3 separate regions of the Mus musculus genome follow, and all the other regions are linked to region 3. The links are chromatin contacts, called in public HiChIP or PLAC-seq and promoter capture Hi-C maps. All regions are on one chromosome and are shown on one strand. Each heading gives the region's core, a stretch centred on a gene start, on an enhancer-like site or on the middle of the called end of the contact. The rest is flanking DNA. Distances are from core to core; before and after follow the strand shown. Region 1 overlaps Vps13b (vacuolar protein sorting 13B). Region 2 overlaps Vps13b (vacuolar protein sorting 13B). Region 3 holds the start of Cox6c (cytochrome c oxidase subunit 6C).

Region 1 (2,700 bases), core at 13-2,512, 510 kb before region 3:
TAGTCACTGTTGGATTCTTAGGTAGCTTTTAAGGAACTCGTGATTATGTTTGAAAGTTTTCTGTCCCTGCAACTTAGATTGTTCCCCACTGGAGAGTACTGTTATTTTGGTGCCTTGATTTCCAATAATGATTTTTATGATTTCTTTTTCATGCTTCATAGATACTCCAATGCTGCTTACTTACAATAAACCTAAGAGACTTGATTTTAGACTTGATTTTAGTTATTCACGATAAACTTTTTTTTTCCCCTGAAGACAGGGTTTCTCTGTATAGCCCTGGCTGTCTTGGAACTCACTCTGTAGACCAGGCTGGCCTCGAACTCAGATATCCACCTGCCTCTGCCTCCTGAGTGCTGGGATTAAAGGCGTGCGCCACCATGTCCGGCTACACAATAAACTTTTTAAGAGAGTTGGCTTAATTATTTTTTCTCCATATTTATGTAACAGCAGGAAACTATTACAGTCAAGCTATGTTAACATTCCATAGTTGTCTCTTTCTTAACAATCAAAGGAGAACTTTGGATATTATATTGTATTTAGTGATAATCTTATTTTTTAAAATTTTTGTGTCATGTTTTAATTTCTTTAAAAACTATCAGAAAAAATCCTTGATCATAAAGTTACTTTATTTTATGTAGTTGATAATAACACTTTAATTATTTCCATACTTATATATTTATAATGTGAGTCTCTTAGCCAATTTTAACATATGGTTTTAGGATGCCTATGATTAATAAAATTGAAAAGAGTGATTGAAATTTTACTAAAATGACATCATGAAATTAGATTTGCCCATTTTTTAAAAAAGGGTGAAGGGAGGAAATAGTCATATTCTCAGTTACCTAGTTATGTAATTTCTTTTCTAAAATACTCTAGAAATCTCATATGAATGTATCTTGATTATTAGTTGTTTCCATAGTAATTTTCTTAATCTGACTTATTCTAAAGCATAATCATCACAGTAAATATTTTGTAATTCCTAAAATTTTTGTATGTATATTATTTTTGTTTTCTTATTAGAAGTGCTTGAGACATTGTTGGTTTTTACATAATGTCTCATTGTAGGACTTGCCATTGATCTACTGACTTTAGAAGACATCTCCTTCAAACATCTGCTTGATGGTGCTTTACTGTCTCATATTACAGATCCATACCTTGGTAGAGAGTCTGAAGCTTTCTATCACAGACCAGCAGCTACCTATGTTTATCCGTATAATGCAGCTTGGGATTGCTCTGTATTATGGAGAAATAGGCAACTTTAAAGATGGTGAAACAGAAGACCCGCCCTGTCTCAGTAAAGATACACTAGCAAACCTTACAGGTAGGTATAACAGAAACTTAATTTTTAGAACTATTCATTTTTACAACTTAAAACTTTAAAAGTATAGCAAACTGAGGTCTATCAGCAGTAAGTGACCGTTCCAGTCACTGTCTGTCCTGCCAGCATTTGCTGAAGCCAGCATGTTTTCATTTGTCACCATTCTGAAGATTGTGTTATCATAGCTTATGGTTTTCACTTGCATAATTTTGATGACTAAATATTTCAAGTGTTTTCACAAGTACCGGCCTTTAGTAACTTCCAGCTTTCCCCTAATGCAACCACAGGGGTCAGCTGCTTCTGTCCATTGGTTGGGTGCAAATGTCTGCCTCTTACTCTTTGAGCTGCTTGTTGGGTCTTTCAGAGGGCAGTCATGCTAGGTCCCTTTTTGTGAGTGCTCCATAGCCTCAGTAACAGTGTCAGGTCTTGGGGCCTCCCCTTGAGTTGGATCCCGCTTTGGGCCTGGAGCTTCTTTTCCTTAGGCTCCTCTCCCATTTCCATTCCTGCAGTGCTTTCAGACAGGAACAATTATAAGTCAGAGTTTTGACTGTGGGATGGCGACCCCATCCCTGTCTTATTGCTGGAGACAGGCTCTACAAGTTCCCTCTCCCTACTGTAGGGCATTTCATCTATTGTCCCTCTCTTTGAGTCCCAAGAGTCTCTCACTTCCCAGGTCTCTGGTATATTCTGGATGGTTCCCTCAAACTCTTAACCTCCTGAGGTTGCGTGTTCTTTCTGCTGGCCCTCAGGGCTTCCAGTCCTTGGAAGGCTGAGGCTGGCTCTGCAGAGTAAGCTGGATAGTCAGAATCTGTAGTAACTGTGAGAACCTGCCTCAAGGAGTGTGGTGCAGACCAAAGGAGAAGATACCTAATGTCAGCCTTGCGTCTCTACACCCCTCACATGTGCTTCCACATTAGAACAGCACATGAACATACATACATGGAAGAAAATATTACTGCTTTCTGGGACCTAAGACAGTAGTTAGGTTTATTTATTTTTATATTTTAATTATTTATTTTATCAGTGGAAGAAAACAACTCTGCTGTTTGCTTCTGGAGGAGTTTGGCTTAATTTTCCTGTTTTTTTTTTTTTTTTTTTTTCTTTTTTCCTTTGCAAAGCCAGATGTGTTCTTTACTGTTTTTTTTTTTATTTAAAATTATTAAAATTAGGTATTTATTTCATTTACATTTTGAATGCTATGCCAAAAGTCCCCCACACGCTCCCCCACCCACTCCCTCACCCTCCCACTCCCACTTCTTGGCCCTGGTGTTCCACTGTACTGAGGCATATAGAGTTTGCACGACCAATTGGCCTCTCTTATCACTGATGGCCGACTAGGGCATCTTCTGATATATATGCAGCTAGAGACATGGGCTCCGGGA
Region 2 (2,700 bases), core at 196-2,695, 320 kb before region 3:
GAATATTTCATAAAGGTAATATTCTGGAAATCCATTCCATCTTAAAGTAAGTGCACATTTCAAGTTCATTTCCACTTTAATGTTAAAAATCTGTGCTAAGTCTTTCATCTTATTTTAAGACTTTCTCCCTTTTGGAAATATTTTTGTCCTGGTTACTAGAAAGCTAGTCAAGTGATCCTAGGGAATGTATTTGTGGTATTAGAAATGTTGGTAAACTCTAAGGACAATGACAGATCATTAGCGGTATATTATAGAAATAGAATGCATTAGCACAGTTGGTGAAAATACAGCAGAACATGATTAGCCCTGTGATAACTTTGTTTTCCTAAGATAGTTCAAAGCAAGTGTTCACTGCTATTCTCCCTCTATCCTTCCCTACCTCTCCCCTTCCTCCTCCCTCCCTCCTCTGTGTATGTGTGTATGTTTGTGTGTGTGTGTGTGTGTGTGTGTCTGTCTGTCTGTCTGTCTGTCTGTCTCTTACTTTGATGTAGGGCCTCACGATTGTAGCCCTGGTTCTCCAGGAACTTGCTGTGTTGACCAGCTTGGTTTCATACGATCTGAAGAGAAACCAGAGTATGACCAGCTTGGTTTCAAATTCACAAAGATCTGCTAGTCTCTGTGTGCTGAGTGTCAGATTTAAAGGAGTGCCCTGTCATGTCCTTCTACTGCTTTCATTCACACACACACACACACACACACACACACACACACACACACACACACACACAATATTACTACAAGGAATTGTAGATACAGAATTCAACAATTTTAAGATAGTTTTATTTTAAAACTGACCATTACCAATGATACAGTTGAGCATAATATGTCAATCATCCCAAAGTTGCAATTATTCTTTTTCTACCTCTTGGCACAAGCAAACACTGACCTGCTTTTTTCCCCCGTAACATTGTCTGCTCTGGATATTTTAATAAACTAGAATCATACAGTATACAGTCTTTTACTTCTGACATTACTCACCCAGTATAACAGATTTTTGAGATCCTCACATCACGTGGTATATATTAGCATATTCTTTGTATTTGCATTGACAAGGAAAGTCCAATTGTGCATTTATGTTGTTATGCCCAAGTTGCAGGTATCTGAAGACTACCAAGGAGTCAGTTCAATTGTAGAACTCATAAAGGTCTTTAATGAGCTTGTGAGCAAGCTCTCTCAGACTCTCACCATAGCACCTGGTCAGAGTGAGAGCCCAAGTCTATTGTGGTAACAGCAGACTTAGGGGTTTTTCATTATGGGTCAACAAGTTAATATTTTTAAAACTGCATTTCTGGTGTAATCTACACAAACCGAACAGGACTACAAAACCTCCTGATGAGCAGCATGGCTAAGTTATCTATTCTCTTCGGGAAGTCTTCAGTTATCTCTATGTACTGTGATCCCACCATTGTATCCTGACTGGCTGTTGCTAAGGGGAGTGGATTGCCATAGGATGTTTGCTTTTGTGGACTTTGTGATTTTCTTCAGGGAATTGGAGTTTAGCTGCTGGTCTTATGCAAATTGGGTTTGTTAAAAACACAGAGTTGATTGGGCTTGACAATGTCACATCTCCTTTCTGTTTGCCAGTTGGTATTGGTTGCAGTGGTAACAGTTCTTGCCTTTGCTGTGCTTTTATGACCATGGAGGTGTGCATATACTCTTGTGAAAGAATACCATACACATGTATTTCTTTCCCTTGTAGATGGCATTAATACTATTTTATTTTTGAGTTCCTTAGTATATTTGCTAGAACTCTTCAAGTGTCCTATAGAGAGTGGACATACTTACTTTTTTTTCTAATCCTTGGAGAATGTGTACAGTTACTCAATATAGAGTATGATGATAGCTATAACTTAAATGTTCGTTTTGGGGGTAGATACCAGTGATCCTCAAGGTTCAGTTTAACTCACTCTTTGCATGTTTGGGCCTTGTTTGTTTGTAGACTGAAAGTACAAGGCAGGGCCTGAGCACTCACAGGGAAGGAACAAAGGCCAGAGTTCCCAGCAGGCTAAAGACATCCTACTAGGTAGTCTCTCATGTTTCCTCGCATGCATGTTGGGAATTTTTTCTAAGAGTGCCAGTGTCAACTGTGACGTTTTTAACAAATTTAAATGTGATCTTGTTCCATAATCATCACTTAGTATTTGTTAGAATAAAGTTTGGAAACACATACAAATATACCTATTTATTTAAAGTGAGAATCTGAAATCATTCCAAGTACAGGAGATGATGGTGGCAGAGGTTTAATTTTGTAAACAGCATAGAATTTGATACAGGTTTAAAAATTAGTTTAAAATCAGTTACAGATGATTTAAAGTACTCATTTTTTTCCTTAGTAGGAAAATATTATATCTGGAACAGGCAAGGTGTGCAGGGCGGACCATGTCCTACTATGAAATTATTGTTTCTAGCCAAGTTACCAACTACCCTCTACCTGTATTTATTATATTACCTAAACTCCCAATTTCAGAGTTTCCTGGTTTAGATATTTTGAATGTTCACATTTATCATATATGTATATGGTATTTGATGGAACATTAATATCCACTATGTATGAATATCCACTATTTTTCACTATATATCCACTATTTATTATATATATATATATATATATATATATAGTAGATAGTAAATGTTCCATATATATATATATATATGGAACATTTACTATCTACTATAGTGGCAAAGAGGGTGTTAGGACTT
Region 3 (2,700 bases), core at 109-2,608:
CATTCCCTTGGTGCTCAGATCTCCAGACTTAGAGTAAATTATAACATCAGATTTCTTGGTTGTCAGCTTTACCTTGATACCTGGGAAGAGGGAACCTGTAATGACTGTGGCGCATTTTCATTTGAAGATAGGGTTTCTGTTACGTTGAAGCCTTTGGAAGGTAAATGAGGGAAATATCTTGAAGATAGAGTTTCTTTTTTAAACAGCTCTTAACTAGGTTTAAAAAATAATGTTTTAAACGAACAGCTTGTGACCTAAAGCACATACCTTATAGGCAGCGGCAACTCCCAGGGCCACAATGAATGCGCCAGCAATATGAACCCGCAGACGCTTGGCCAGAAGACCACGCATCTGTGGTTTGGGCAACAGCGCACCGGAACTCATGGTAGCCAATGTCCTTTGCGAGTAAAACAAGGAGGGGAAAAAAAAAAGGCTTGTAACAGGTTAAGTGATTGAATGAACTCTACATGCACAACGTAGTTTAGTATCTACAATCGCGGCCTAACCCCTCCTGCAAGGTCAATGACTTTGGCAACTTCATCTTTGCCCGCTCCTCTCCTACGCATTTCCACTACCCGCAACAAGGCGGTAACCAGCAACAAACCGATGAGCAAAAACCATGACAAAAGTGTCCCCCATCCACAGAAAGGCAGATGCGACCTAGCTGTTGCCTTTTCAGAATTCACCCTTAGGAAGAAAAGCCTTCGGGGAGAACTCAGGTCACTGAAGCTGTGGGACTAGAGCCCAGCAAGCGCCCCGAGGGCCGGTGGAGCAGGCGCGACAGATCGGGGACCCTCCAGCTTCCCAATTCTACTCCCACACCAGGCCGACCACCGGGGCCCCTCGGTGCCTGAGTCCCCTCCAAGGTCGCACCCCTTATCCAACTGGAGCACCAGCCCCCGCAGGTCAAACGACCCAATCAAGGTCAACCTGGCCGCGGCAAAATACAAGGGGAAACGGGCCCGGCCGGCCACCAGCGAGACCCTGAGGCTCCGCAGAGCTCCTCCGGAGCCCTAAGAGCGCACGCGGGGAGATGGCGGGGCCGCCCGAGTTCAGGCCGGTCAGGCCCGCAGCCTCCTGAGGACGCGGCGGGGGCAACGCGCCCACGAGGAAGGCAGGCCCGAGGCTCCACTGGGCTGTGACGTGCAAGACATCCTAGTTCGCCGCCCCCACGAGAAGCCGAGAAACCCGCAGTTGTCAAACCCCAGAATCTCCTCTCTCTCTCCACCATTCTCACCTCTACACCAACGTCCTTCCCGGTTCTCGGAGAAACGGAGAGCCTTCCAGCAGCACGCATGCGCAAGAGTCGATGGAGGACCCGGCGACGGTGGCCTAAGGAGTCCAAAAGTATTCAAGCGCGCATCCAGCCGGTCACAGCTGAAATTTATGCCAGTTACACTATGTCTTTTTTTTTTTTTTTTTTCCCTAAACAGGACCTTGAAAACGAGTCCTGACTACCTACAAAGGTTTCTTCAGTAAATTACAAATATTAATCTTGTCCGGTGTTGTGAACTTATTAAGGAATTCGTATATATTTCACATGTGGGGAAAAAATAATATACTCTATAAAGGCACTACATCATCTGAGAGCTTTTTTTTTCTAAATGCCCAACCTTGAGAAAAGGCATATCTTGGGGGACATGACATTTGTGTCAAAGGATTGCCCAAACCACATGAATAAGCATTTTCATTACAACTACCTCGGCACAATAAACGCTTGGTTTTTGGCAAAGAGCGAGAAAGGCCAATTTCAGAGTTTAACATGTAATTTTAGAACCGATGCTGTGGAACAAACTAGAGATGTGATCCCACTCCACTGCCAGACTCAATGATCTGCTTAACAAATCGTAATGGGTATTTGTGTCGGGTTCTTAATAAAAAATAACGTGTGAACGGGAACAACAGGGATGTTTTTGGAAAGCCGACTAAAGATGACTTTTCGTGCCTTGGGACGTTTATCTTACTTCAGTGACATCAACTAGATTCACAGGTGTTACTTAAGTCAGCTGAGTAAGCCTACTTTATATATATGCAGGGTTTGAGAGGGCTTAGGAACCCTGCTTGAGCAGTGACACATGCACCATCACACTATATGGAGAATAACTGAAGGTGTGAAACCACTGAACTGAACCCATGGTTACAAAGAAAGGTTCACGGGATCAGAGTACCAGGGCTACGGTTAATCCCACCCGGTGAGAATAGTGAAAACGGCTACTGTAAGTTTTGAACCAAATTTAAAACAAGCTTTATTAAGCATTGGCCAGTTCAGTGGACACTGTCAGGTGCATACCTAGGAATCCCAAAATACATCGCCACATTACAACTCAGTCAGAGGCTTATAAAGGCAACCCCCAAAGGGTCAGTACTTCCCACCTTCGTCCAATCAGGGGCACGCTTAGATCCCAATGTATTTCCTTATGAACCTCCAGCCTACCTCCACCTGTGTGTGATCAAGCTTATCCTGTAAAGTTGGGGCAAGTGAGGTTGTTTACAGAAGAGAAAACACCATAGTTCACTATCTTACATAAGTAACAGCCCCCAGCACTCCAGAGATTATCTGCCCTTGGGCAAGTGAGGCTTACAGGTTAGAGGCATGTTTGATTGATAGATCTCTTAAGCCCAGTAATTTAAACTTAGAATACAACTTTAGCCTTCAAGCAGATTTTATATGACAGTGAACAGTCTGAGCGTTCTTTGAAC

The links. Promoter capture Hi-C pulls out the DNA fragments that hold promoters and counts their contacts. HiChIP or PLAC-seq counts read pairs in DNA pulled down with a chosen protein or histone mark.
Region 1: a contact with region 3 is called in a promoter capture Hi-C map of neutrophils, with 3 times the contacts expected there. The contact joins the enhancer-like site here to the promoter of Cox6c in region 3. A contact is called at or near these places in 4 of 39 promoter capture datasets (embryonic stem cells, hematopoietic stem and progenitor cells, hippocampal neurons and 1 more) and 3 of 9 other capture datasets (adipose tissue, liver and macrophages).
Region 2: an H3K27ac HiChIP or PLAC-seq map of extraembryonic endoderm stem cells shows a contact between it and region 3, with 2.7 times the contacts expected there. The contact joins the enhancer-like site here to the promoter of Cox6c in region 3. A contact is called at or near these places in 4 of 39 promoter capture datasets (the 3T3-L1 cell line, frontonasal cranial neural crest, liver and 1 more), 3 of 115 datasets of contacts at active chromatin or transcription factors (extraembryonic endoderm stem cells, large pre-B cells and pro-B cells) and 3 of 9 other capture datasets (adipose tissue, liver and macrophages).

The regions. Positions count from the first base shown.
Region 1 is chr15:35,428,964-35,431,663 of GRCm38.p6, forward strand. Vps13b (vacuolar protein sorting 13B) reads left to right here. Exons shown (of 62, transcript NM_177151.4): 7 at 1,147-1,321. Among named protein-coding and RNA genes, the nearest start is that of Gm24771, 57 kb to the right of the region's middle. Within about 2 kb of position 1,263, at least 9 of the 459 cell types and tissues checked have an H3K27ac peak or open chromatin away from gene starts, as enhancers often do. A contact at or near this core is called in hematopoietic stem and progenitor cells and neutrophils, where this site is marked.
Region 2 is chr15:35,614,101-35,616,800 of GRCm38.p6, forward strand. All of the region lies in intron 23 of Vps13b (vacuolar protein sorting 13B), which reads left to right. Among named protein-coding and RNA genes, the nearest start is that of Mir599, 45 kb to the right of the region's middle. Within about 2 kb of position 1,446, at least 4 of the 459 cell types and tissues checked have an H3K27ac peak or open chromatin away from gene starts, as enhancers often do. A contact at or near this core is called in extraembryonic endoderm stem cells, where this site is marked.
Region 3 is chr15:35,936,888-35,939,587 of GRCm38.p6, forward strand. Cox6c (cytochrome c oxidase subunit 6C) reads right to left here and starts at 1,359. Exons shown (of 4, transcript NM_053071.2): 1 at 1,238-1,359; 2 at 268-397. The coding sequence starts at 384.